6 separate regions of the Mus musculus genome follow, and all the other regions are linked to region 6. A link is a contact called in public HiCAR-type and HiChIP or PLAC-seq data. All regions are on one chromosome and are shown on one strand. Each heading gives the region's core, a stretch centred on a gene start, on an enhancer-like site or on the middle of the called end of the contact. The rest is flanking DNA. Distances are from core to core; before and after follow the strand shown.

Region 1 (3,746 bases), core at 954-3,453, 370 kb before region 6:
AGTGTCTGCTTTGTTTTTTGTTTAGGTTTGTTTTTGAAACAGAGTCTTGTGTAGCCCAGGTTGGCCTTTAGTTTTCTGTGTAACCAAGGATACTCTTGATCTCCCACCTCCTCTTTCCAAGGGCTGGGATTACTGGCTGTGCCACCATGCCCAGAGTGCTTGTTTTATAAGGATATATCTATACTTTGTGTACATTCCCTCTAACTTTTCTAAAGACTAGCATGTGATTTAGACAAGAAACTAGAAGGACAGAAAAATGAAGTAGCTCCTACATATTTTCCCAATGGTCTCCCCCCCCACTCCCCGCCCCACCCCCAACTCATAAAAATGTGACGAGTCAAGGCAGGATTCCAGTCTGATGCTTCAATTCAGAATAAGACTTGGGACTTTGTAGTTGGAATGTCTTCCCTGGAATGTCTGTGTGACAGTGACTTCCTCGGAGACCTGTAGTGAAGTACAAGTCTCCTGAAGGAAGAGACCACACATTCATTTCTTTACATTTCTTACCACTAGAGAGACACAAGTAGTCAGCCGAGGCCTTAGAGCCGCCTGGGAACTTGACCCGATGGAGGGATTTCCAAGACCCACCAGGACAATCCCAGTCTAAAGATAGCCTCTTTAATTCTTAGACATCTGAAGGGTTATACTGCTTTCCCGTGGTGGACTGTCTGTCCTAAGGCTTCCCAGCTCCCCCGAGGTCCCATCCATCTCAGGACTAATTTCTCTCCTCTCCAAGCTGCTGGTACTCTGTTCCCAGAACATTGACCTCGGCGGAGGAGAAACAGCTGGTGGGAACTTTATCCACAGTAACCCTTCACAGCCTTGTGTGAAAGACCAGCGGGCAAAAGTTTCATAACTCTAGCACAGTCTCATTTTTAACTCTTGCTCTTGTGTCAAATGTCACAACAATAAAAAATGCCAGTGTGTATAAAATACCATGGAAAAGCAAAAATGTCCACACTTGATATATACATGTAGGACCCTTCTTCTGGAGTCTTTTTTTTTTTTTTTTTTTTTTTAAAGATAGCTTCAATTCTAAACGTATCACGTCAGTCCCCAAAGCTTGTTTGTTCTGAGAAGTCTAACATCTCTGAGTCCAAATTGCATTTATAAAATCGAGTCCATCAACTGGGAGTAATATAAGTTGTTAGAAGTGCGTTCCAACTTGTTAATTTTGAAAGTATGTTCTCCTCGGAACATGGGCGTCTGAGGCCATCTGTGCTGGGGACTGATGGTCGTGTATCTCTGAGTGTCTGAGCATTGAGTGGGACCTCGGATATTCACACTTAAAAGTATAAACAGCACAACTGGGAAATGTTTTAGTGCCTCCTTGCTTACCCTTTATCGACTGAAAAAGAAACTTTGATTGGAGGAGTGTGAAGTGAAGGAGCGAGCCAAGACTGAAAGGAATCTCAGCTGCAAAGCGCTTTTATGTGCCTGCAGTCTGGAGGGGTAAAAGTGGCCCCGAAACACAGCATCAGAACAACTATGCAGCGGGCTCTCTATCGTCCCCTCGCCATTCTCCATGTCCTCTTTCAGACATGGTTGAATTTCTTGAGAACATTCTTGCATATTTTTCCTTAACTTTTGTTAAGTACATCTGAGTGGCTGATGAGGGGTGGGGGTGGGGGCTCAGCAGGGAAGAACAATTAGTGCTCTTGCGGAGGACCCAAGTTCAGTTCTCAGCACCTCCATGGTACCTCCATGGGCACCTGAACTCACACACACATGCCCTCACACATAGATAAAAATAAAATAAAATAAATCGGTAACAATGATTACAAAAGAATAAAGCACATCAGGGTATTTATAGTCGGACTTTTCATTTTCTTTTTTTAGATTTTTAAATTTTACACATATGAATATTTTGCCTGCATGCATGTACACCACAGAAGGTGTCAGCTCACCTGGAATGGGAATTAAGTATGGTTTGAGCTACGGCGTGCGTGCCGAGAACCAAACCCAGGACCTCTGCAAGAGCAAGTGCTCTGGACTTCCGGTCCACTCTCCAGCACCCTTGTTTGTTTAAGTTTACACAGGAGCTCGTGTAACGGAAACTGGCCTTGAACTAGTGATCCTCCGCCTCCCTGGTGCAGAGGTTGTGGGTGCGGGGCCGCCACAGCCAGCTGTATCAGACTTAACTCAGGGTAGCAGAATCTGGATGCTGTGACCCTGGAGCTGCACGGTGACATTGCCTCTGTCCACCAGATGGCAGGAATTCCTTTGGCATGTTCTGTGAGGCAGCTGCCCGGGACACTTGGATGGATCTATCAGTAAGACTTTGAAGACATAAACACAAAACATCGACTCTCACAGAAAACTAAGTGTTCAGGCAAACAGAGCTGGTGGTGGTTTAACCATTCTCTACCCCGGGCTTTTCACCTGTGTTCCTTCCCCGGGCTCCCCTGTACCGTATTACCAGTCCCTCCTGTCTATCATCTACAACAAGGCTTTATCTGTCTAATGTACGTGCCTCTGGGTCTCTAGTGCTCAGCACATAGCATGCCTGCAGTGAGGTATATTTTTGTGTTTTGTTCTTTGAGGTCAATGACAGTTGACTTCTAGAAATGAAGCTCTGTGTATCTTTTTAAGTCTTTGGGCATGAGCAGAAATGCTGAGCGCCTCCCTGCCCCCACCTTCATAGCTGGAAGGAGGAAAGCCGCTCCTGAAGCTTGGGGGCTCATTTCCTCCCTCCAATGCACCCCCCTTCTGTCTATTAGTGGTCAGAGGCATATCTGCCAGCACTGTATTTCCATGCTAAGCTCCAGCGAGGATGTTCAAAGCACCCCCAGGGTCTGTCCTCTCTGCCATTTGCCTCCTTCTAATTTCCTTCTCCAGCCTCCCCTTTCTATGTACCTTCACCCAGACCGCCTTCCCAGTCACTGTGTAGTCAGGGACAAAACCACTTTGTTTCTCTGCCTCCACATCAGATCCTAACCTGTCTTTTGCCCTGGACAGATCGTGAGATACACCTTGGTGCACTCCATAAAGAGGAATTGTTTTGATAATCCAAACAAAGCTAAGAATGTTTAAATTCCTCCCACTCTCTCCTCACCGCAGTGTGAGATGAATCCAACTGTGTTGTAAGAGTGTGGCCGCAGGCCTGCACTCTTGAGTTACGAAATGTTGCAGCAAACTCTCCTTGTATAGCAATGTTATCAGCCAAGAACTCTAGCCTTAGCCCCACCATTGAGAAATCTGGAGAACTTTCTCTTTGTGCACAGGGACTTTCAGAAGTTTCTGCCTAATCGACATCTGTAGCATTCATAAGCATATGTGATGATATAAGGACACTGTGGGGACTTCTCTCCCCAGAGACTATTTGTACTTTTGTTGCAAGTAGGGGCTTAGCAATACTGCATGAGCCCTCAAACCTGATGCTCCGTTTCACATTTAAGGGATGGCAGATGTTAGAACTGGCAGCTGGGAAGAATGCAGTGGGTGGAAATGAGAACACCGTGTCCCTTCCTGTGTGTGTGTGTGTGTGTGTGTGTGTGTGTGTGTGTGTATACATACATACATACATACATATATACATACATTTCCCAGCATATGATGAAATTGGAGTAAGGAGAAAAACATGGCCTTTAGCTTTTTAGTTTTCGCTGGATATTAACTTTAGAGAATTTCATTTTCCCCATTCTTACTTTTTGCACATACATGTGTACCTGTGTAAGGAGAAGTCGGGACAATCTTGGGCTTTTGGTGACATTCCCTCTCCCTCTTTGAGGTAGGGTCTGTCATTG
Region 2 (3,940 bases), core at 954-3,453, 470 kb before region 6:
AGATCAAGGTCATTTAAAAAACAATAAAGATAAAGCCAAGTTAACATTTTATACAAAAGCAGATATTCTGACAGAATTAATAAATACAGAAAAACTATACATGCCAAATTTTGTACATAAAAATAGTTTTCCAGACAAGTTTCCTTTTTAAAATAATTTACAAAAATATATTCTTATTTCTTTAGTAACTGATATTTCTCATCAAAATTTATACAATATATATAGATATTAGAAGGAAATACATCTAACCTTGTAATTTTGCTTCAATCCCATCTTTGTTCAATCCAGATGAAAAACCTGTGTGAGTGATTAAATGTTTATTTAAAAAATCGGAGTGTATTTAATTTGTCTTTACAGGTTCAATTTAAATCTCACATTAAAATCGCATCTATATTTCATATAGATTAATAGCAGTTTAATGAGCTTAAAAAGGCTTAACTATTCATAGAACACAACCACTATCTTGAAATCTTTTCAACTGGCTATATTTTGTTTTCTTAATCTGTATTAAGTAATCTGAAACTATTGAGCAAGAACCATGTAGAATCAATTTAAAGATCTATTTTATTATATTTAGTTATGTCTGCATGTCTGTGTGGAGCTAAGTGCACTTGAGGCAGGTATATATAGTCAAAATTTGGAAATGATCTCTACGCCTATCTACAAAATAGTTGGCTGAAATGTGGTGTATTGATACAACTGGGTCTATACTGTAATAACAAAAGGAATTTAAAGCAATCTGTGAACATTATGAATTAAAAGAAACTGAAGAAGAAAAGGAAATACTTCTGTTTACATGAAATTCAAGAAATATAATATAACATGAGCATACTTATAACTTTCCATACTTATGGAAAACCTTCTACATACTGGATGTGGGTATCTGTGTCTATGTGTATATATTTAATTTAACTTTTATACCTAAGATTTCTGTCACTTCCTGTGGTAATACAATATAAAAAATTCACTACAAAATAAATTACTCACAAGGAGGAAGAAGTGCAAATTGCAGCATAGACGAATTTTGCACAACGCTGATAAAAAGATACAAGTATATACCCCGTAGGGAATATGTGAATATAGTACTCCCAAGAACTGCTGGCAACCATGTAAGCCACTAAGGACAATAATTTAGCAATAGGCACTACATTTTAAAATGATGTACCCTCTGACCTAGAAACTTCATATCAACTGGAACTGCTTAGACATGTCAGGTGGGGCTGGTTAAGAGCTCACCTTCTCTTGCAGAGGGTCTGAGTTAGGTTCCCAGCACCCAGGTCAGCAGCTCACACCTGCCTGTAACTCTAGCTCTAAGGGAGGTGGAGACAGGAGGATGACTAGGTGAGAAAGCTAGAGGTGCAGGTTCAGTTAGAAACCATTCCTCAAAGAGGTTCACTGATGACAGAGGAGGACATGTGGTGCTTTCTTCTAGACCCCACTCACCACTACCTATGTATACGTGTATGCTCACACAGACATATACACACAATAAACAAGTAAAATAAATCCTTAGGTATTTATTTTAAAAACAGAATATGTTATGGCTCAGTTTTACCACTCCTCAGTAAATAACCAAGGGATGCATGCCCAGCCTTAGACATTGCTGCATTCCTCACAATAGAAAGAAACTGAACTAGTCTAAATGTTTGCCAACAGATGAACGGATAAAAAAAATGGACATATAGATACAATGGATATTTTTCTAGCCATGAAGAAAAATGAAATCATGAGATATTCAGGAAAATAAATTGTAATGAAGATCATTATGTTAAGAGAAATAAGCCAGACTCGTGTATGTAATCCAGTGTGTGTGTGTGTGTGTGTGTGTGTGTGTGTGTGTGTGTGTGTGTGATGTGAAAGAAGACTCTGAGAAAAGGAGACCTTAAGGATGATGGAGAGGGTAATGGATCAAGTGACATAATGCAGAAGGGAGCATGTTTGTGGGGATCGGAAGGTCCAGTCACAGGGGGCTGTGGAGGGAGGGAAAGCAGTAGGAGGACATAAACATAAGAAAGCACGACAGACACAATGAAAATGTCACAGTGAAGCCTATAACTTCATACACTAGCCTAAAACTTAACAGAAACCCTCCAAAATATACTAGGGAGAAACTACAAAGACAGGTGCAGAACAATAGTGGCATCAGGCTCTGAAGCTGGGAGGCTAGGGCAGGGGATTTCTATGATTCATGGTTTGCCAAGGCCACAAAGCAACTGAACTCAGTTCCTCTCCCCTGCAGGTGGCCAGGACTAACTTGTTTTCAAGTAAGTGACGTGTGACTACAGTTACAAACAAGGAAATGCAGCTTTTATTTAGCCAGCCTGTCTTTTATTACTCTTCCTGCAGGAAGAGAGATGCAGGAAAACTCCACATTGGAAACAGTAAGCCTCAGCCAAGGTTCTGTGCCAGCGTTCTGGGCGAGTCTGCAAGCCCTGCCAGGCCTTCAGGCCACTGCAGCTTGGCTGACGTGCTGCCAGCACCTCAAGAGAGACTCTGACCCAGACCTGCTAGCTGAGACGCTTGGGTTCAGAAACCGCATGAGATAATGAATGTCCGTTGTTCCAAGATATTGTGTTTTAAGCAATTTGTTAGAAAACTAATACAATGGGACATTGTTTGCATAAAATGGAAAATTGTACCTTATTTGCTTTTATTTTATGATTTGCTTTGTGTTCTTACAAATTGGAAAATGAACAGCTACAAATTTAGAATGAGAGGGAAGCTGAATGATAAGTATGAGAAAGATTCAAAAATTTAGAGCTTTAACTTATGTTAATTTAGTTTATGTACTTAATTTTTTTTTCTTCCACTGAGTCTATTTTTAACAGTGTTAACTTTAAAGCTTATTAAAGGACTAGGAGTAGAACAGTGTGCTCTCATTTTGCCTACTCTTACCTCTGAATATACTGGTGACTGCTACTATTTTTTTCTGTTGGTTATTAGTTGTTGGTTATTATTATTCTGTAATCTAATCTTTAACAGTATAAATAAAAACCCTGGTGGTTTGAAAAACAATCACTATATTTCCAGGTCAAAGTAACAAACCATAGTGAGATGGGTTTTTCAGAGCTCTGATATACAGCATTGTTGATCGGATCCAGTCCAGAGCAATGTTCACGTCTGTGATGGTATGCAGCACTATTTCTGCATTTAAATGTTCAATAAGATGTCTGTGCAAACTAATGGAGGGAAAACTCTGCATGATTAATGTGAATTTCAAGAACATAAATTTTACTTTTTAAGCTCTAATAATATACATATTAGTTGCTACTTTAATAATGAAATAAATTTCAAAAATATAAGAAAATCTTTAAAAGGCAGTTAAAGATCTTAAAGAACTGAGGTTTCTCCTTATTTCACAGTTCTCAACATGTTTTTGCAAAGGTCACTGTGGTGACAGTAGTGTAGATTCTATCCTACTTTACCAAAGATAAGTACTTATGGCACACTGAAAACCATCCCAGATATTATTCTCTCTCATTATAAAATAAAAAGGTGTGACAATATTTCTCTTATTAAAAGTTAGTAATTACAAATTTAATTCTTGTAAGTTAATAATTAACGAGACCTTATTACCTTTTTAGGATTTTTTAGAACAAAGATATGTACCATTGTGTGTTAAAAATCACCACTAGATAATTCTGTTGTCTTTAATTCCTAAAATTACATTAGTTTTACAGTTAAATTGTTCTATTTCAAGCAAATGGCCTTAGGAAATCCGCAAACCAATCTCTGTTGTGTACACTAAAGGGAACACACCACACTAGTCTAATTTCCTTTTGGAACTGCTCTGTTACCTGCTCTCTACAGTGTCGTTACAAGCTAGCATCTGCACGTACTTCTCTCTTGTACTTAGTCGAGTCATAATGACTGCAGTAGCTGTAGTGTCAAACTGCAACAGAGCACAAGGTTGGAAAGGTTAGAGCACACAGAGGACAGA
Region 3 (3,823 bases), core at 45-2,544, 260 kb after region 6:
CTGGTCTCTGCTTCTTCCAGGCAGCTGTTCTGGTCTGCCATAGCATAGCATTCATTTCAGCTTGGTTTGTTTGAGAGTGACTCTCTTCCAGGCTTCATTATTTACCTTTAAGCAGGGAGAGACCTGGTGAATCTGGTCAGTTTCAGGGACTTCTGTTTTGAGCTGTTGATCATCTAGTTTGAGAAGTTCGCTACAGGATGGAATGTTTCTCTCAGAGGAAACTGCTACATTGCTACTACTGATCCTCCTGCCTCCATCGCCCACTACCTGGTTAATGTGGTGCTGGCAATGGAGTATGCTAGGGAAGCTGTGCCAACGGAACTACATCTCCAGCCCTGTATTTGCCTTTTCAGTGTTCATGGTGGTCAAACAATGTATACCCACATTGTTCAGGGCTAAGTTAATCAGTGCAGGGGCTGAAGAGGTGGTTCAGTGGTTAGGAGCACATTGCTGCTCTTGCAGAGGATCCTGGTTTACATCCTAATGACTACATGTAACTCCCAGCTGTCTGTAGATGTCTGACCTCCTCTTCTGACTTCTCCAGGCACACACTCAGGACACAGATATTTATGTAACCAAAACACCTTTTTAAAAAGCCAGGCGTGGTGACACCTTTCCTCCCAGCACTGGGCCTTTATGAGTTCAAGGCCTTCAAAACCAAAACGAACACAGTTTAACATCATGGCTGTCTCAGAAGTTAGGGTGACCAGATGAGAATTACAATATAGTCTCTGTCTGAAGAGCTGGTGGATCAGTTAAGAACCCAGCTTAAGCATGTGTAAAGTAAAACACGTAGATAACAGTTCTGACAATAAAGAAAACCTGACAACCATGTTGACTGGAGCTCACAGTGACTACAATTTAGGGAGCAGAGTGATTTTACCTTTGTCAAGGGAAGCGGTACTGTGTGCATGGAATTTGAACTTAGTTTTGAAAATGAGTAAATTTTAAGTAAAAAACAAAACCACCAAATCCAGATTTTTGTGCATGTATTTTACAGTACTTTGTCCCCTTTTTCGTTTGTTTCCTTAAGGAAGAAAAAAGAAATCTTCATCTGAAATACTCCTTTAATTATATTTGTTATGCAGTACAGCTGTAGTAAACTCAAGCAAGCTGGGTCAGTTGCCTTCAGTTTCTTCTCTCTGTGTTTTTGTTCCAGGCCTCCTGACTTTCAGCTGCTGAAGAAAGGACAAAGGTTCGTTCCAGTCAGTTTCACTGACCTGAGTGGGCCAGGTGGTGTGATCGCCTGGACTTCCTGTGCTTGTGTGCTACAAAGAAACGTGTGACACGTTCACCATTTTCCTTTGTGAGGGAAAGATGATTTGTTTGATCTGTCTGATTTATCGTGCAGCTGTCCCACTGGGGAAGTCTAATTGAAGCTGTTGAAATAGACACAAACATAGCCTCTCTCTCAGACACCACTCCTTTGTTGGTGAGGTCGTGCCAATTGTATTTGGAGAAAGGGTTTTATGGTCTTGTTTTATATGATTTTAAGATATTAATGTGTTGATCATTTGAAAGAATATCTTACATATCAATATGAAGCGCAGACTATAGATTTTTGGTTTTTGGTTTTGCCAGTCCCACCTCACAGCTCTTCATGGTGGTGTTTGCTCAGCTCCAGCCGTCTCTCAGGACAGGTCCTTTCACTCTCAGATCACATGTCCCTGGTTGCTAATCACTGCCTTAGTCACAGGGTATTGAGTACAAATAAGAGATCCTTGTTTATTGATGGACACCTTTCTGGCTTTAACCTAGTATAAAACGTCATTGCTTTAAACCTCAAGAGACAGAATGGGATATAAAGACTATGAAAGTTTCTTTCAGCTTTTCATTTATTTTTTTATATGTGTTGCCTGCATGTATGTCGATTTGCTATATGCTTGTCCAGCGGGCACAGGGAGGTCAGAAGATGGTGTTGAATCCCTGGAAGTGAAGTTAAGGGCAGTTGTGAACCACCTGGGTGCTGGGAATTGAATCCAGGTCCTCTGGGAGGGCAAGTGATCTTAACTGCGGAGCTGTCTTTCTAGCCTGTAATCTAGTTTCTTAAAGTTAAACTTTCTTTTCTTCTTATCCAAAAGTTACTTGCCTGATGATGTAGGTTAGAGTCTGGTTAAAAAAAATATATGTGATCCTGGAATTTTGGAAATTTTGATGAGTTTCTGTGTCCCACTAGGACTTGTTTTCAGCTCTTTGCTGTCTAGCTTGGCCTTCACTCCTTCCCACCATGTGCTTCTAGACTAGGCCTCAAACTCTGAGTGCTCATGGGTGCTTGTTTGTCTCAACATGAGCTGGAGGAACTTCTGCTTTGCCTTTGCTCCTTCAGAATTCTTAATGTGATTGAAACTGAATCTGAAAATCAAAATGTGCAACCATGGGACAGCTGTTATCTTATTGTTTGCATTCATGAGCGCTCAGATTTAAATATCTCTCATTGAACTATGTTGATGTGCCAACTTCATTTTTCGTTATGACTTTTGTATTTTTTCATTACATGAAAATTTCTGTATAATGGTCAGCCAGAACAAGAAAATATTAACTATTTTTTCAAGCAAAACTCAAAATTGTTGAGTAGGATAGAGTCTTTAGAGGGTTATGGTGTTTGCTATACTGCTTTAAGAATTGTAAAATGTTAGGAAAAGGCAAAGGAAAGCTGGAAAAGAATTCTGTCAAATGTGTATTAAATATGGAGAAATGAAAGCCTTCTGAAATGTCAGTGTGAGAGTATAAAATGTAAGGCTGTTTCTGAGGGACAGAAATTCTTACCGTGGGAATTCCCAGCGTCCCTGTGGGAAGCTTTGTCTCCATTGACATGGTTTTGGTGGTCTCTCCTTGTACAGCGGCAGTTCTGGAGAAGTAGTACAGTTCTTCCGAGATGCCGTGACAGCAGCAGATGTTGACGGTTCCGGCGCCTTGGAGGCGCAGTGTGACCCTGCTTCTTCCAGCTCTTGGAGTGAGCGAGCCAGTGATGAGGAGGAGCAAGGCTTTGTTTCTTCTCTTCTACCAGGAAACAGACCAAAGGCAGTGGATACAAGACCGCAGCCGCACACAAAAAGCAGCATCATGAGAAAGAAGGCTGCTCAGAACGTGGACTCCAAGGAGGGAGAGCAGACCGTGTCAGAGGTTACCGAGCAGCTGGATAATTGCAGATTAGATAGTCAGGAGAAAGTGGCCACTTGTAAACGTCCTTTAAAGAAAGAAAGTACTCAGATTTCTTCACCTGGCCCTTTGTGTGACAGATTTAACACTTCAGCCATTTCTGAACATAAACACGGTGTATCACAAGTTACGCTTGTAGGCATAAGCAAGAAGAGTGCTGAGCATTTCAGGAGCAAATTTGCCAAGTCAAATCCAGGTTCTGGGTCAGCCTCTGGTTTGGTACACGTGCGTCCTGAGGTTGCGAAGGCAAATTTACTCCGAGTTCTGTCGGACACTCTGACTGAATGGAAGACAGAAGAAACACTGAAGTTTTTATATGGCCAGAACCACGATTCTGTGTGTCTGAAACCCTCTTCAGCCTCTGAGCCTGATGAAGAACTTGATGAAGATGACATAAGTTGTGACCCAGGTAGTTGTGGTCCTGCCCTGAGTCAAGCTCAGAACACCCTAGATGCAACACTGCCCTTTAGAGGCTCAGACACAGCCATTAAGCCACTGCCAAGTTATGAGAGCTTGAAAAAGGAAACGGAGATGCTGAACCTGAGGGTCAGGGAGTTCTACAGAGGGCGCTGTGTTTTAAATGAAGACACTACCAAGTCTCAGGACTCTAAAGAGGTATGTCTTCATGATGGGTGTCTTCATGATGTCTTCATGATGGGTGTTT
Region 4 (4,000 bases), core at 380-2,879, 400 kb before region 6:
CTGGAATGAACTGAAACTCAAGCATGTGGGTCTTCCTATGAGGGACTTTTCTAGGTTTGTTTGTTTGAGGTGGGAGATCCACTGTAAATCCCGATCATCTGAGATGAGAAGGTCCACCGTGAATCTAGACCACCACTGCTGCTGGCAGCCCACACAGTCGGAAGTAAGAGAAGGAAGCTTTGCTCTTTGCCTGCTCCCCTTGCTCTCACTGGCAAGTCCATTTACCCTGATGCTGAGCTGTCATTGGTGTTGGAACCACTCCTTTGGAAGCAAACTGAAGGTCAGAAGCTCTCTAGGAATTCCCTGGGACACCAGCAGCAGATTGGAACTACTGAGACATCCAGCAAAGATACCAGATTCTTTGCCTTTCCATTGTTGGACAACCTGGACCACAGCATGCATGCCACTCTGATAAATAGCACATACACATATATACACATTCACATAAATACATACATTCACACATCTGCATACTCATTCTGTCAATTCTGTTCCTTAAAGAACCCTGACTAATAAAATCAGCATAGAGTTTTGTCATATTTTCTCCATCTGTGCCTTGTGGAAGATTATGAGGTAAATGTATTTTTCATGGGCAAAAGGTAAATTGGGGCTTTCTTGTAAAAAAAAGAACTATCAGAAAACACTACTTATAATTCTTCACTATTAATGCTAAAGTAAAAAAAATATTTGTGGTCTTTCACTGTGTTAACTAATCTAATGAATGGTAATAATACTAACTCCTTAGAAATTCTTTTACTATGTATGTATTTACACACATACACACACCTGTATACCATGTAAACAGATTGTAGCATGAAAATCACAGTTATGATATTCCAGGAGCTAGTAAAAATTATTGATTGAATAAACATGCCTATAGCTGGACACTCTCTCTGGTCTGGGCTAGGCTGCTCTAGTGGAGGTGGACTGTCGTCTAAGAATGTCAGAGCTGGGGTTGTCAAGTTCTGGCTATGGCATGACTCTCGATAGTGGGGTTACCTGAACAAGAGGGGCCAAAATTCCAGCATTGATGGGGTAGGGAATTTCCTGGCCCAGTCCCTTACTGAGGCCCTGGCAGAGCGTAGTTGCCAGGCCAGGAGGGATCATTCTTTTTGGAGATGCAACCGGTGTTAAGAGTCCGATGCATAATCCAGTGGATCACTCCACACCCACGCAATATAGACTTAGTGGGTTACTAAAAGACGCGAAATTGGGATAGCTTTTTGACTGCCTTATTCACCACCGTTATTCGCTCAGTCCCTAAAAACTGGTTTATATCACAACTAAATAAATGATCAACATACATTGCAGCTGGTCTCTACTATAAGATCCTCAAGAACCAGTGGTTAAACTTTTTGTTTTTCGTTGAGAAAAGTAAAACCGGACTCAACCAAGTGCCTTTTACCCGAGAAGTGTCCAGCGTGTTGAGACCACAGTGTGAGGCCGAGAGAGAACGCTAAGGACCGGGCGACGGGACGAGGAATCCCGGGCGCCTTTTTAGTCCTGGGGCTCGCTAACTCAGCAAAGGACCACCGAGCCCTCTCTGCTGCACTCTTCCTTTCCGACCGCCCCGCCTTGAAAAACCACGCCTCTTGCGCAGGCGCCGAGGGCTTCGGAATGCGCATGAGCAATTCAAAGCAGCGCGGGAAGAATCGCGCATGCGCGCCTGGCGGCCCGGCTCAGTGGGACGCTCCTGAGGGAAGCGACCGCGGACGTCCTAACTTCTGTGAACCGTGAGTTTCTGACAGTTTTCCCCCCTGCCGTGGACGGTGAGGGACCGGGGACGAGTTCTTGATCGTGACTTAGGTCGTGTCGCCCTGCGGGCATCCCGCGGCGGGAAGAGGTGCGCCTGCGCACTGAGCTTCCCGTTGGCACTGGCGGACAGTCCGCCCTACGCACTCGCCCAGGGCGGCCCATTCATTCATTTATCCTTCTGTTGGCACCCTGCTGCCCTCGGTCGGCTCCAGTCGAGTGGAGTGTCACGCCCTGGCGAGCGACTTCCTCCCGGGCAAACCGCAGTCCTTCCCCGCAGCCTCCCGGGGATCCCTAGCCGGCTGCAGCCCGCTCCACCTGTCCCCCGCGGGAGTGCTCGCCGCAGGCCAGTGGCAGCGACGCCGCTCCGGCTGGGATTTGGACATATGGTGCGGGTTTTAGTGCTACCTCCTGAAGGGCAGGTGGTTTGGTGCGTGCCTGCTTGGGTGAGCTACTTCGCCCTTCTCACCGTGTTGTGATTTTCACAGCTGCTGCTCTCGCCTGTGCACATGACCCCGTAGCCCGCTCTTTGCATCCCAGTCGTGCGTAGTGGAAGCCTCTTTGGGGACTCAGATGGAGGAGCCAATGGCGTTTTCTTCCCTTCGTGGCAGTGACAGGTGTCCGGCTGATGACTCTTTAAAAAAATATGAGCAGAGTGTTAAACTTTCAGGTATGTGCTCAATGCCACGGTCACACGGTTCTGAAGTCGCACGGGCAGCCAGTCTGCATCTTCTAATTCGAGGAAAGGGGAAAAAAGAAATGTAATTAAATTACACTCCCAGAAATAAACAGAAAAACCACACACACACCTGACTAGTAAACTGAGTTGTATGTTTAAATTTCACATGTCAACATAATATCATGAAGTCTAGATTTAGGATTGGATCGCGTTTTAAGAGGTGTGGAATCCAGTTTTCATTTTAGAGGACGTCGGTTGGGTCCAAATATTAGTGGCTTTTTAGGAAAGCATGTTTGTTGACACCTGACTTTTTTCTTCCACACCCACTGTAGCCTTACTGTGTAAAGTTTGGTTTTAGGAATTGGTGGGGAAGGGATTAAGGATTCATAAACAAAATTCACAGGCAGAAACAAGTGGAATGTTTGTAACGGATACTTTTTTCTTCGTAAAGTGGAATGTAGCTCAGCCGCAGACTCTAGTTTTAGAAGGTGGCTGAAAAGTCCCATATTGTGTACTTTCAGCAGGACATAGAGGTAAACGTCTGTAAACCCAAGGGGAGGTGGAGATCAGGAGTTCAACCCTGCCTCAGCCCCACCCCAAGAAACACTGTGCACAGTGCCCATGTGGTAGTGTTCACTTAACATACATGTTTGTAAACAAAATTCCAGTTGACTGTATTCTTTCCTAAAAGCTAGCCATCTTTGTCCTAAGAAAATTTAGACTTATCCAAAAAGATACTAATTTTGACTTTTAATTTATGATACACAATTTATATACCCCCCCCCAAAAGCTTTAACCCCATTTAAAAAAGCATAACATCACATATTTTTGAATTCTGGCTAAAACCAAACTGTCCGTTGTTGTTAGAACAATGGTCCTCTTCCTGGTGATGAACAACACAGTTACTTCAGAACTTAAAAACTTGGGAGTCCCCTTCTCCCTTCCCCGTGCTCCCCCTGGGTGCAGTCCTCCCACTCTCCGGCTTGTTTGCGCTGTATATGCTGCTGCTGCTTGTCCTGGTTGGTGTCCTCCTATGCCGTTAGATTCATCTCGAAACACTGCTGTTACCTAGTTTTCCTTTTTAATTTTTAAAAAACAATAGCCTGTTTTTCAGTATGGCTTTTCTTTTTAATTAGCAAGTACACATACAGTGCAGACATTCAGTTTTCCATATTCAGTTTGACTTCTGGTGCACATTGTTTATTAATTAAAGGGGTCACACATGCATGAATTTGATCTAGTTCTAGAATTATTTTCAGGGGAATTCTCCTTTTTTAATATCTTGAAAATCTGGTGGACTAATAGGGTGAACTTTATTTGAAAGGTTTTGTAACTTTTATGGTATGCAGCATAGGACATTGCAAATGGTTCCCATAATAATTTTTTAAAGCATGCTGAACTCTTATCCATGGGATTCTTTAATGTGATTTTTAAAAAATATATCTATTTATTTTATGTATATGAGTACACTGTTGCTGTCTTCAGACACACCAGAAGAGGGCATCGATGCCATTACAAGATGTTTGTTAGCCACCATGTGGTTTCTGGGAACTGAACTTGGGACCTCTG
Region 5 (3,784 bases), core at 975-3,474, 340 kb before region 6:
CTCACCTGAAAAACAGAATAAATATTAAGACGGATAGCTGAAGCCCCTCATAAGATTCACAGTCCTCCTGGAATGCTCCATCTTCTTAACTGCCAATCCCATTCATTTTTATGACTCTGTGTGCGTGTGTGTGTGTGTGTGTGTGTGTGTGTGTGTGTGTGTGTGTATGCCAATGTGCACATTCTAGGGCATACATGTCAGGGTTAGAGGGCAGCCTTGGGTGTCAGCACTCACTGTCCACTTTGTTTTGGGCAGAGTCTTTTGTTCTCTCTGTATCTGTCAGGCTAGCTGGGTAGCACTCTACCAGGGCTTCCCCTGGGGGTTTCCCCTACTCTTTGTGTGGGATGAGTGATATTCTCTTCTACATCTGGCTTTATGTGAGTTCTAGGGATCCAACCTCAGTGCACATTTGCATGGAAAGCACTTTGTCCCGGAGCCTACATCCTGTTCATATTTTGGTCTTGTTCACCAGTCACCCCCTCTATGAAGCCCACCTACTTGCTGCTGGCTCTGAGCCAATTTGTAAATTGTTCTGCCTTCTCTCAGTGGTTTCTACCTCGCTCTGTGATTGCCCTCATACATTCTAAGACACTGTTTAGCGTCTCTTACTTTGTTGTATTTGGTAGGAATTTTTTTTCCAACTTGGGTGTTGGTACTTGTCAGACAGAACACAGTCTGAGAACAGAGTCCCGTGAGGAGAACTCTGGGTGCTTTCGAGAACACGCCAAGACAACAAGAGTCCCGTGACCTCAGTTTCTCCAAACATGGGATTGTTCTTGGAATGTGTTTTCATGCTCCTCCCAGGGGTAGCTAGCGAATAGGAGTGTGTTTACTTCAGATTACTCATTGTTGCATGCTGGAGTTATTTAATTAAATGTTAAAAAAATTTAAAAATATGAATATATAGAAAAACATGTGCCTGCCAGGAGCAGCTTGTCCTTGTGATTGCATGCAGCTTGAACCCATGAGAACTTTGCTCATGTGACCTTCTTAACCCTCGGAGTATGAACTGTCTGATGTTTGAGTAAAGATGGCTACGGCAAGAGACTTTAGTCGGTCTCTTGTCGGCTCCATTCTCCCAGGTGACACTGAGGCATAGCTCTCCCCATTAAGGCTAGCCTGGCTGGCCAGTGTTTCCCTGGGATCTTTCTATCTCTGTCTCCCTGCCTCAAGACTGTAAACCTGACCCACTAACACCTTTGTCTCTACATGCTTTCTGGGGTCTTACCGCTTAGCTTCTCTCCGCTCCCCGACTCCCCTTCTCTTTCTTGACAAGATTTTATTTAAGTAGATTAAGATTATAATATCTGACAGATTTGATAGATTTTCTTATTTGCCTTCATGTTACCAGGTCCTGGGCTCAGTGAGTGGGCACCCCTGTGTCAGTAAAAGCTGTCTGAAGTTAGAGTGTGTCAGCTACTGGGCTGCCTCTGCTCCCCAGTAGTAATCCTCGGAAGGTCAAAGACTGGGCGGCTCCCTGGTAACAGCCAGGTAGGCTTGCGAGAAGCCCGAAGGTAAGTCTGGTTCCTGAAGAACACAGGCAGGCACAGAAAGAAATCACTTTCCAAAATTCAGCTTGATAGTACTTTAACATCTCCTTCACCAAATTATCTGATTGCTAGGTCAGGAAGCAGAAGGATCCAGTGAAAGGGTGCGTATGTGTGTGTTTGTGACACATGTCCACTTGTGGGACCAGGGGACAGAGCAAGCATTTCCCCTTAAAGCTGAGTACTTCCTCTGGAACCACAGCGGCTCAAAAGGATCGTCTTTCAAAGGGCTCCTTACAAGGCAAGGGAGGCTTTCAAATTTAAGCCCTTTGACAAAATCCACAAGCCACTCTGGCAATGTTGTGTTTTCTATCTGTCCTATTCATAAAATATCAATGAAAACCCAGAGAGTGCTGACTTTACCTGGATATCAGTCACCAGAGGGTTAAAAACTGCTCAAGGGGAGGGGAGGTGCTGTAGGGACCTTCAATGACTGTTGCTCCTTAAGCTAGACACTGACAGAAAGGAGTTTTAAAGGCCCAGGGGTGAAGTGTGGGGGAAAGCAAGCAGAGTTCCTATGAGCAAATATTGACTTCTGAACCTCAAACTGAAACTCAAAAGTTTATCGAAGGCTGTTGTGTGAAGAACACTTTGAGTTTTCCATGATGAGTGGATGAAGCGCCTGAGTAGTTGCAAAGGCCTCAGTCAGATATACACTGGGCTCTCCTTCCAGATGCCCCAGCTGCTCTTGACTCCTCCCACATCAACCTGAGCCCTCACCTAGCTGTTTCCTGCCCTAGGAGCACGATGCTAAACAGGGACACACCATTCCTCTTGCTTGCTCTAATAAAAACTCAGCTCCTGCTCGGGAGGCATCGAGTGTCAATTGAGGGGAGGGTGAGGAGGAGGGTGTTCCTGCAGCAGGGGGATGAGGGAGATGAGTGGAGCACCAGACCATGGCCTGAGAAAGGCGTGCTCTGAACCCTGTCATAGCAGCTGCTGACATTCAAGTGCTTGCTATGGACTCACCATACCCGAGACCTGAGCAACCCCGTTTCTTATGCAGCAGCTGTCTTGACCCATTTCCAAGTTTCAGCCTGAGGGGCTTTTACCTCTCCCCCTAACCTGAAATGATCTGAGACTAAGGAGGAAGCTAAGGAGGGTAAAAGGATGCGGAAGCCAATGAGTTTACAGAGCCCCAGATTTCTTATCTTACAGGGCTTCCGGGGGAATTGGCTTCCTTTCCCAGGCCGGCTCTCCATTAAAGGGGCCCCCTTCCTTTGTGTGCACTGAGATAAGCACATGTACAAAGAGAACCGACCTCTCTTCTTAGATATTTCTTTCTCTTCATCCTGCCCCACCTTCCCCACCAAGGTCCTGGGACTAACACTAACATAGTCAGAATTAATACTACTTATCTTAATAAAAACTTACTATAAACACGAATGGAGGAACACACAGTACAACAATGTAATTGGCTTGATTTTTAATCACCAAATATATCAAGGTCATGAAAGTCAAAGCAGGAGAAATGTTTTAAAATGACAGACACTGAAGGATGTGACCCTGTGGGATGTGTGGTGTCCTTTGCCTTCAGAACCAAGTGCAGGATTAGCAGTAGCATTATGCCCGTGCTAATCTCAAGGATTTAATAACTGAGGCATGACTATGAGGTAAAGAGTATGGCAAGCTTTCTTTAATGCAGTAATTAAGAGGAAGAAAGTATTCTGTATCTAGCAAGGCCATTTTCATGAATCAAACCCAAATCCATGATTTTGAAAATAGCTACAAGTGTCTTATTTTTGAGGAGAGAGAGAGAGAGAGAGAACTCAAGGATAAATCTTAACATACAATTATGCCTTTTTCCAAAAAAAAAAAAATACCAGCATTTTTTTTACAATCTAATGATCTAATCTCATTCAAAGAGTTTTAGTGGTTTTTGTTGTTAATTGAGGAACCGGGAGAATAAACTATTGTACCCACACATGCTAAGAAGGACTAGGAAACATCTGTGCATCAATATGAAGCAAGCCCTATGATATAATCCAAAAGAACCGATAGTAAGACACTCGTGCATGCATGCACACAGGAAGGGAGCAGTGTCTGTTGTGTAATTTTTTAAAACTGAAACCCAGAAATATCAACTACACAATTAAAGATGATTAGCTATAAGAGAAGAAAACGGGTTCTTGAGATAAGAATGGAGTTAGACTCCTTTATAACTGCATTTGTCAATTTGACTTTAGAATCAGTAAAGTTTCATGTAATCACCAAAAACTTACTTTAAAAATATTTTA
Region 6 (3,973 bases), core at 1,115-3,614:
TCTTGAGTCACTGAAAGGTAGAACTGTATATGACATGGCTGACCTTAACTACAAAGGTCGACCATGCTGAGAGACATAGCCTAGAAGTGTGCTGAGGCACAGAAGTGCAGACAGAATCATCATGCTGCACTTCTTCTGGTGTGGCTTAAAGACGGCTGCCCAGGTATCTCCATGTGTAATTGTTTGTTTGTTTGTTTGTTTGTTTGGTTTGGTTTTTCGAGACAGGGTTTCTCTGTATAGCCCTGGCTGTCCTGGAACTCACTTTGTAGACCAGGCTGGCCTCGAACTCAGAAATCCGCCTGCCTCTGCCTTCCAAGTGCTGGGATTAAAGATGTGAGCCACCACCTCCCAGCCATGTGTACTTTTAAAGGTGTTCTTGTTGCATTAAATCAGAAATGGAGAAAATCAAACCAGGTGGTGTATGCCTACAATCCCAGCACTCTGGAGGTGGGCAGGAGGATTTCAAGTTCCAAGGCAGTCTGGGCTACATAGTGCACTCCAGGCCAGCCTGGACATGGTGAAACTCTGTCTCAAAATAAACCAAAAAATGTGAACAGGTTAATTTTGCATTATAGGATGTTTTTGAACTACATTTTGCCAAGATTCCCGATGAACCTATTGAGAGTATGCATGCATGCCACCTTACAACAAACAGTGCACAAGCCCTCAGCAGAGAAAGCAGCAGCGAGGCCTCCTCGGGGGACGCCTCTTCTGAAGACTCTGAGGATGAACGAGTGCAGCATCTTGCCAAGCTTCAGGAGCAGGTGGCCGTATATGACGCAAGTGTTGATGGTTCCCAAGCGGCTAGTCAGTGGTGCACTGCTTGCAGAGTCACAGCTGTTATGTTTAGATCACCTAATGCCATCTATAGCTTTAGTTGCATCACCTAATGTCTATAGCTTTAGTTAGTTTTTGGCATATTTGCCATGTTCAAAATTTCCTACTCAAATATCTGTATACTATAGTTCTAGAGCCACTACCACCACATTTTATTCCTCTTCCTCCTCCTCTTCCTCCTCCTCCTCCTCTTTGAAATGGTCTCATGTACCCGGCTTGTCATAAACTTCTGCTCCTTCTGCCTCTGCCTTTCAAGTGCTGGGATTGTTGGTGTGCACCATGATGCCTGGGAATTATTTACAATTCTGCTATTTGCATTTATAGTCTGAGTAGTTGATTCTTACTGAAGTGATTTTTGGTATAATGTGGAATATTTTAGAATGAGATCACTTGCTACTTTCTGTGATAAAATAGTAACTTTTACTGAGGTCATATCTGAAGACTAGGGCTGGAGAGATGGCTCAGCAGTTATTGGCACTGGCTGGTCTTCCAGAGCACCTGAGTTCAGTTCTTAGCATGTGTACCAGGCTACTTACAACCACCTGTAAGATATATATATCTTTTGAAAGAAACTTTAATACTGAGAAATGTTGGGCTGTAGTGTTTTTATTACTATACTATGTTATACTATACAGTTTGTTTATTATTTATTTATTTATATACCCTTCAAAACACTGAAATTCCAAAATGAAGCAAAATCCTGAAGGAAGTAGAACATGACATGAATTTCACAAAGGGTGGCATGACTTTGGAGTACCATGTTTTTCTAGTATCTTTAGTGCTTTAGAGACATAAATGTTTAAAGGCTTTTATTTTTTCCTTTCCCAGCTTAATGCTGTTCATCAGCAGCTGCAAGTTCTGTCCCAAGTTCCATTACGTAAGCTGAAGAAAAAGAATGAGAAGTCCAAAAGGGCGCCAAAAAGGAAAAAGGTTAATAACAGAGATGAAAACCCAAGGAAAAAGCCTAAGCAAATGAAGCAAAAGGAGAAGGCCAAAATCAAGTAAGCATGTTCAGTGAGTGACTGCCCAGGAGGCAGGCTCAGTGAAGGACCACACAGTTAGCCTATGTGAGGGCCTGGATCAAGATGAACTGAATGCCTGTGTGATGTGGGTACATTGTATGAAATTCCCACACCAACAAAAATGTTTTAAAAATATGAAACCAATATATAATTTTGTTACAGTCAACCAAAGAAGAAGAAGCCGCTTTTGAAATCGGAAGAGGAAGACAATGCGAAGCCTATGAACTACGATGAGAAAAGGCAGCTGAGCTTGGACATAAACAAACTGCCTGGAGACAAGCTTGGTCGAATAGTTCACATAATACAGTCAAGGGAGCCTTCCCTGAGAAACTCCAACCCGGACGAGATCGAGATCGACTTTGAGACCCTGAAGGCATCCACACTTAGAGAACTGGAGAAGTATGTCCTGGCCTGTCTGAGGAAGAGGTCGCTGAAGCCCCAAGGTAGGCCAGGCCCAGCCCCATCCCTAGGTCCCGCCCCATCTTGCCTCTAGGCCACGCCCCACCTCCAGGCCCCTCCCCGCACTCACGGTTGCTCCTCCTCTCACAGCAAAGAAGGTTGTCAGGTCTAAGGAGGAGCTCCATTCTGAAAAAAAGCTGGAGCTGGAGAGGCGGTTGCTGGACGTCAACAATCAGCTGAATTGTAGGAAACGGCAAACGAAACGTCCAGCAAAAGGTAGGTGGCGGTTTCTCCGCGCCCACCCGTGAGCCATGACCGCTGTTAACGCTCCCTGTTTTGCAGTGGAGAAGCCGCCCCCGCCCCCGCCCCCGCCCCCGCCCCCGCCGCCTCCCCCGGAGCTGGCCAGTGGGTCTCGCCTGACCGACAGCAGCAGCAGCAGCGGCAGCGGCAGCGGCAGCAGCAGCAGCAGCAGCGGCAGCAGCAGCAGCAGCAGCTCCTCGGGGTCCGCGAGCAGCAGCAGCGACTCGAGCTCCTCCGACAGCAGCGATTCTGAACCAGGTTAGCTGGCTCGTAGGCACCGCTGCGGTGGTGGGGGTGGGGGTGGGGGGGTGGCCTTTCCTGTAGCGTCCGGAGAATGTGTAGAGGAGGACCTATGCTTTGGATGCCAACATCCTTAATAAAATCCTTACTCTTTCCATAAAAGAAGGAAAGGATGTGACTTGGGCCTGATGGGAGGTCTCCTAAGGAAATGTACGAGATTGAAAAACTGCGGGTGCTGCTTTCACTTCTTAATGAAAACATTATTTGGGAGGCCTCAGTGTGTTCCCATTGTACTTTGGGTCACTCCGATGTGAAGTGTGTCCTGTTTGGACACTGCTTTCTGAGTTGAACTGTCGCTTTGAATTAAGAAGCCACTCACCCCAAAATTTGTAGAGAGTTTTTTTTTTTTTTTAATTTATGTTTTTTAACTACATATTATTACCTATCATCTATAGAAAAAGATGGAAGTACCACATTTTCTTGTGCAGTTTGTCAGTTGTATTAAGCCAGGCCACTCATGTTTTCTATTACTAGTTGGACAGCTGCCATGTGATCACTGTCCACCCCACCAATGGTGTTCCATTTTAACCAAGCAGCAAATGCAGAACCCAGGGCGCTTTCTTCCCTAAAATGTGCTTTATTGTTAATGGGATGTTTCTTGTGAGGTTCAGTTCTTTTTAATTAAAAAGAACCTCACAGAAACTCCAGCGTAAAGAATTGCAGTTGACAGTCAGGGTCTGCTGGCTGGCAGCGATTCTGTTTTCCTTTGGTTTTGATTCATTTATTTTTTGTAGAGCTAGTCGCTGATTTGGTTTTCACATTTCTGAGTATATAGAGGGGAACAATTTTGTAAAATTTAAAAGAATTTTTACTTTGGTTAGAATTTGTTATTTTAATACATTACATTAAAACTCATTTTAGAGTTCTTATTACAAAGTATTTCTTATATTTGACTTTTAAGCATAAAACAATACTGGAAAAATCTAAGTTGCATTTAGTATTTTAAATTGTAATTAATTGTAATTTTATCTAATAAAGCATTTGTGGCCTAATAAGTTACAGCACCTTGTCTTTTATTTGTGGGATAAAACTATGACTATTAATTTGAATTATTTAACTTAAATATTCAATAAATGCTTTGAAAGTTAGAAAAAAATACTGCATAGAGTTTTTTG

What was found. HiCAR-type assays count read pairs that join an accessible place to other places. HiChIP or PLAC-seq counts read pairs in DNA pulled down with a chosen protein or histone mark.
Region 1: a contact with region 6 is called in a HiCAR-type map of fibro-adipogenic progenitors, with 8 times the contacts expected there. The contact joins two enhancer-like sites. A contact is called at or near these places in 2 of 484 Hi-C or Micro-C datasets (muscle stem cells and tail fibroblasts), 8 of 115 datasets of contacts at active chromatin or transcription factors (the NIH/3T3 cell line, craniofacial prominence, embryonic basal ganglia and 5 more) and 1 of 9 other capture datasets (embryonic stem cells).
Region 2: an H3K27ac HiChIP or PLAC-seq map of DN3 thymocytes shows a contact between it and region 6, with 7 times the contacts expected there. The contact joins two enhancer-like sites. A contact is called at or near these places in 1 of 15 datasets of contacts at CTCF or cohesin (the NIH/3T3 cell line), 3 of 115 datasets of contacts at active chromatin or transcription factors (DN3 thymocytes, embryonic limb bud and large pre-B cells) and 1 of 9 other capture datasets (adipose tissue).
Region 3: a contact with region 6 is called in an H3K27ac HiChIP or PLAC-seq map of T-cell acute lymphoblastic leukemia, with 4 times the contacts expected there. The contact joins two enhancer-like sites. A contact is called at or near these places in 8 of 39 promoter capture datasets (the 3T3-L1 cell line, 3T3-L1-derived adipocytes, the C10 cell line and 4 more), 8 of 484 Hi-C or Micro-C datasets (the CH12 cell line, the G1E-ER4 cell line, Th1 cells and 4 more) and 2 of 115 datasets of contacts at active chromatin or transcription factors (T-cell acute lymphoblastic leukemia and double positive thymocytes).
Region 4: an H3K4me3 HiChIP or PLAC-seq map of embryonic limb bud shows a contact between it and region 6, with 4 times the contacts expected there. The contact joins the promoter of Cdc7 here to the enhancer-like site in region 6. A contact is called at or near these places in 15 of 39 promoter capture datasets (the 3T3-L1 cell line, 3T3-L1-derived adipocytes, the C10 cell line and 9 more), 1 of 15 datasets of contacts at CTCF or cohesin (the NIH/3T3 cell line), 3 of 484 Hi-C or Micro-C datasets (bone marrow-derived macrophages, embryonic fibroblasts and embryonic stem cells), 30 of 115 datasets of contacts at active chromatin or transcription factors (the 230-238 cell line, the NIH/3T3 cell line, the SCID.adh cell line and 21 more) and 5 of 9 other capture datasets (adipose tissue, embryonic stem cells, liver and 2 more).
Region 5: an H3K27ac HiChIP or PLAC-seq map of large pre-B cells shows a contact between it and region 6, with 4 times the contacts expected there. The contact joins two enhancer-like sites. A contact is called at or near these places in 6 of 115 datasets of contacts at active chromatin or transcription factors (DN3 thymocytes, T-cell acute lymphoblastic leukemia, bone marrow-derived macrophages and 3 more) and 1 of 9 other capture datasets (embryonic stem cells).

What each region holds. Positions count from the first base shown.
Region 1 is chr5:106,988,653-106,992,398 of GRCm38.p6, forward strand. No RefSeq gene overlaps it. Among named protein-coding and RNA genes, the nearest start is that of Cdc7, 26 kb to the left of the region's middle. Within about 2 kb of position 2,204, at least 73 of the 459 cell types and tissues checked have an H3K27ac peak or open chromatin away from gene starts, as enhancers often do. A contact at or near this core is called in the NIH/3T3 cell line, fibro-adipogenic progenitors and muscle stem cells, where this site is marked.
Region 2 is chr5:106,889,653-106,893,592 of GRCm38.p6, forward strand. It overlaps Hfm1 (HFM1, ATP-dependent DNA helicase homolog), which reads right to left. Exons shown (of 40, transcript NM_177873.3): 18 at 3,798-3,892; 19 at 3,046-3,179; 20 at 250-297. Among named protein-coding and RNA genes, the nearest start is that of Hfm1, 34 kb to the right of the region's middle. Within about 2 kb of position 2,204, at least 114 of the 459 cell types and tissues checked have an H3K27ac peak or open chromatin away from gene starts, as enhancers often do. A contact at or near this core is called in DN3 thymocytes and adipose tissue, where this site is marked.
Region 3 is chr5:107,616,982-107,620,804 of GRCm38.p6, forward strand. Rpap2 (RNA polymerase II associated protein 2) reads left to right here. Exons shown (of 13, transcript NM_144911.3): 7 at 1,160-1,195; 8 at 2,841-3,774. Among named protein-coding and RNA genes, the nearest start is that of A930041C12Rik, 15 kb to the right of the region's middle. Within about 2 kb of position 1,295, at least 7 of the 459 cell types and tissues checked have an H3K27ac peak or open chromatin away from gene starts, as enhancers often do. A contact at or near this core is called in T-cell acute lymphoblastic leukemia and double positive thymocytes, where this site is marked.
Region 4 is chr5:106,962,693-106,966,692 of GRCm38.p6, forward strand. It overlaps Cdc7 (cell division cycle 7 (S. cerevisiae)), which reads left to right and starts at 1,630. Exons shown (of 12, transcript NM_009863.3): 1 at 1,630-1,733; 2 at 2,241-2,422. The coding sequence starts at 2,326.
Region 5 is chr5:107,013,232-107,017,015 of GRCm38.p6, forward strand. No RefSeq gene overlaps it. Among named protein-coding and RNA genes, the nearest start is that of Gm33371, 30 kb to the right of the region's middle. Within about 2 kb of position 2,225, at least 64 of the 459 cell types and tissues checked have an H3K27ac peak or open chromatin away from gene starts, as enhancers often do.
Region 6 is chr5:107,357,172-107,361,144 of GRCm38.p6, forward strand. It overlaps Brdt (bromodomain, testis-specific), which reads left to right. Exons shown (of 19, transcript NM_054054.2): 9 at 576-764; 10 at 1,666-1,838; 11 at 2,022-2,302; 12 at 2,409-2,534; 13 at 2,601-2,816. Among named protein-coding and RNA genes, the nearest start is that of Brdt, 28 kb to the left of the region's middle. Within about 2 kb of position 2,365, at least 306 of the 459 cell types and tissues checked have an H3K27ac peak or open chromatin away from gene starts, as enhancers often do. A contact at or near this core is called in 3T3-L1-derived adipocytes, DN3 thymocytes, the NIH/3T3 cell line and 19 more, where this site is marked.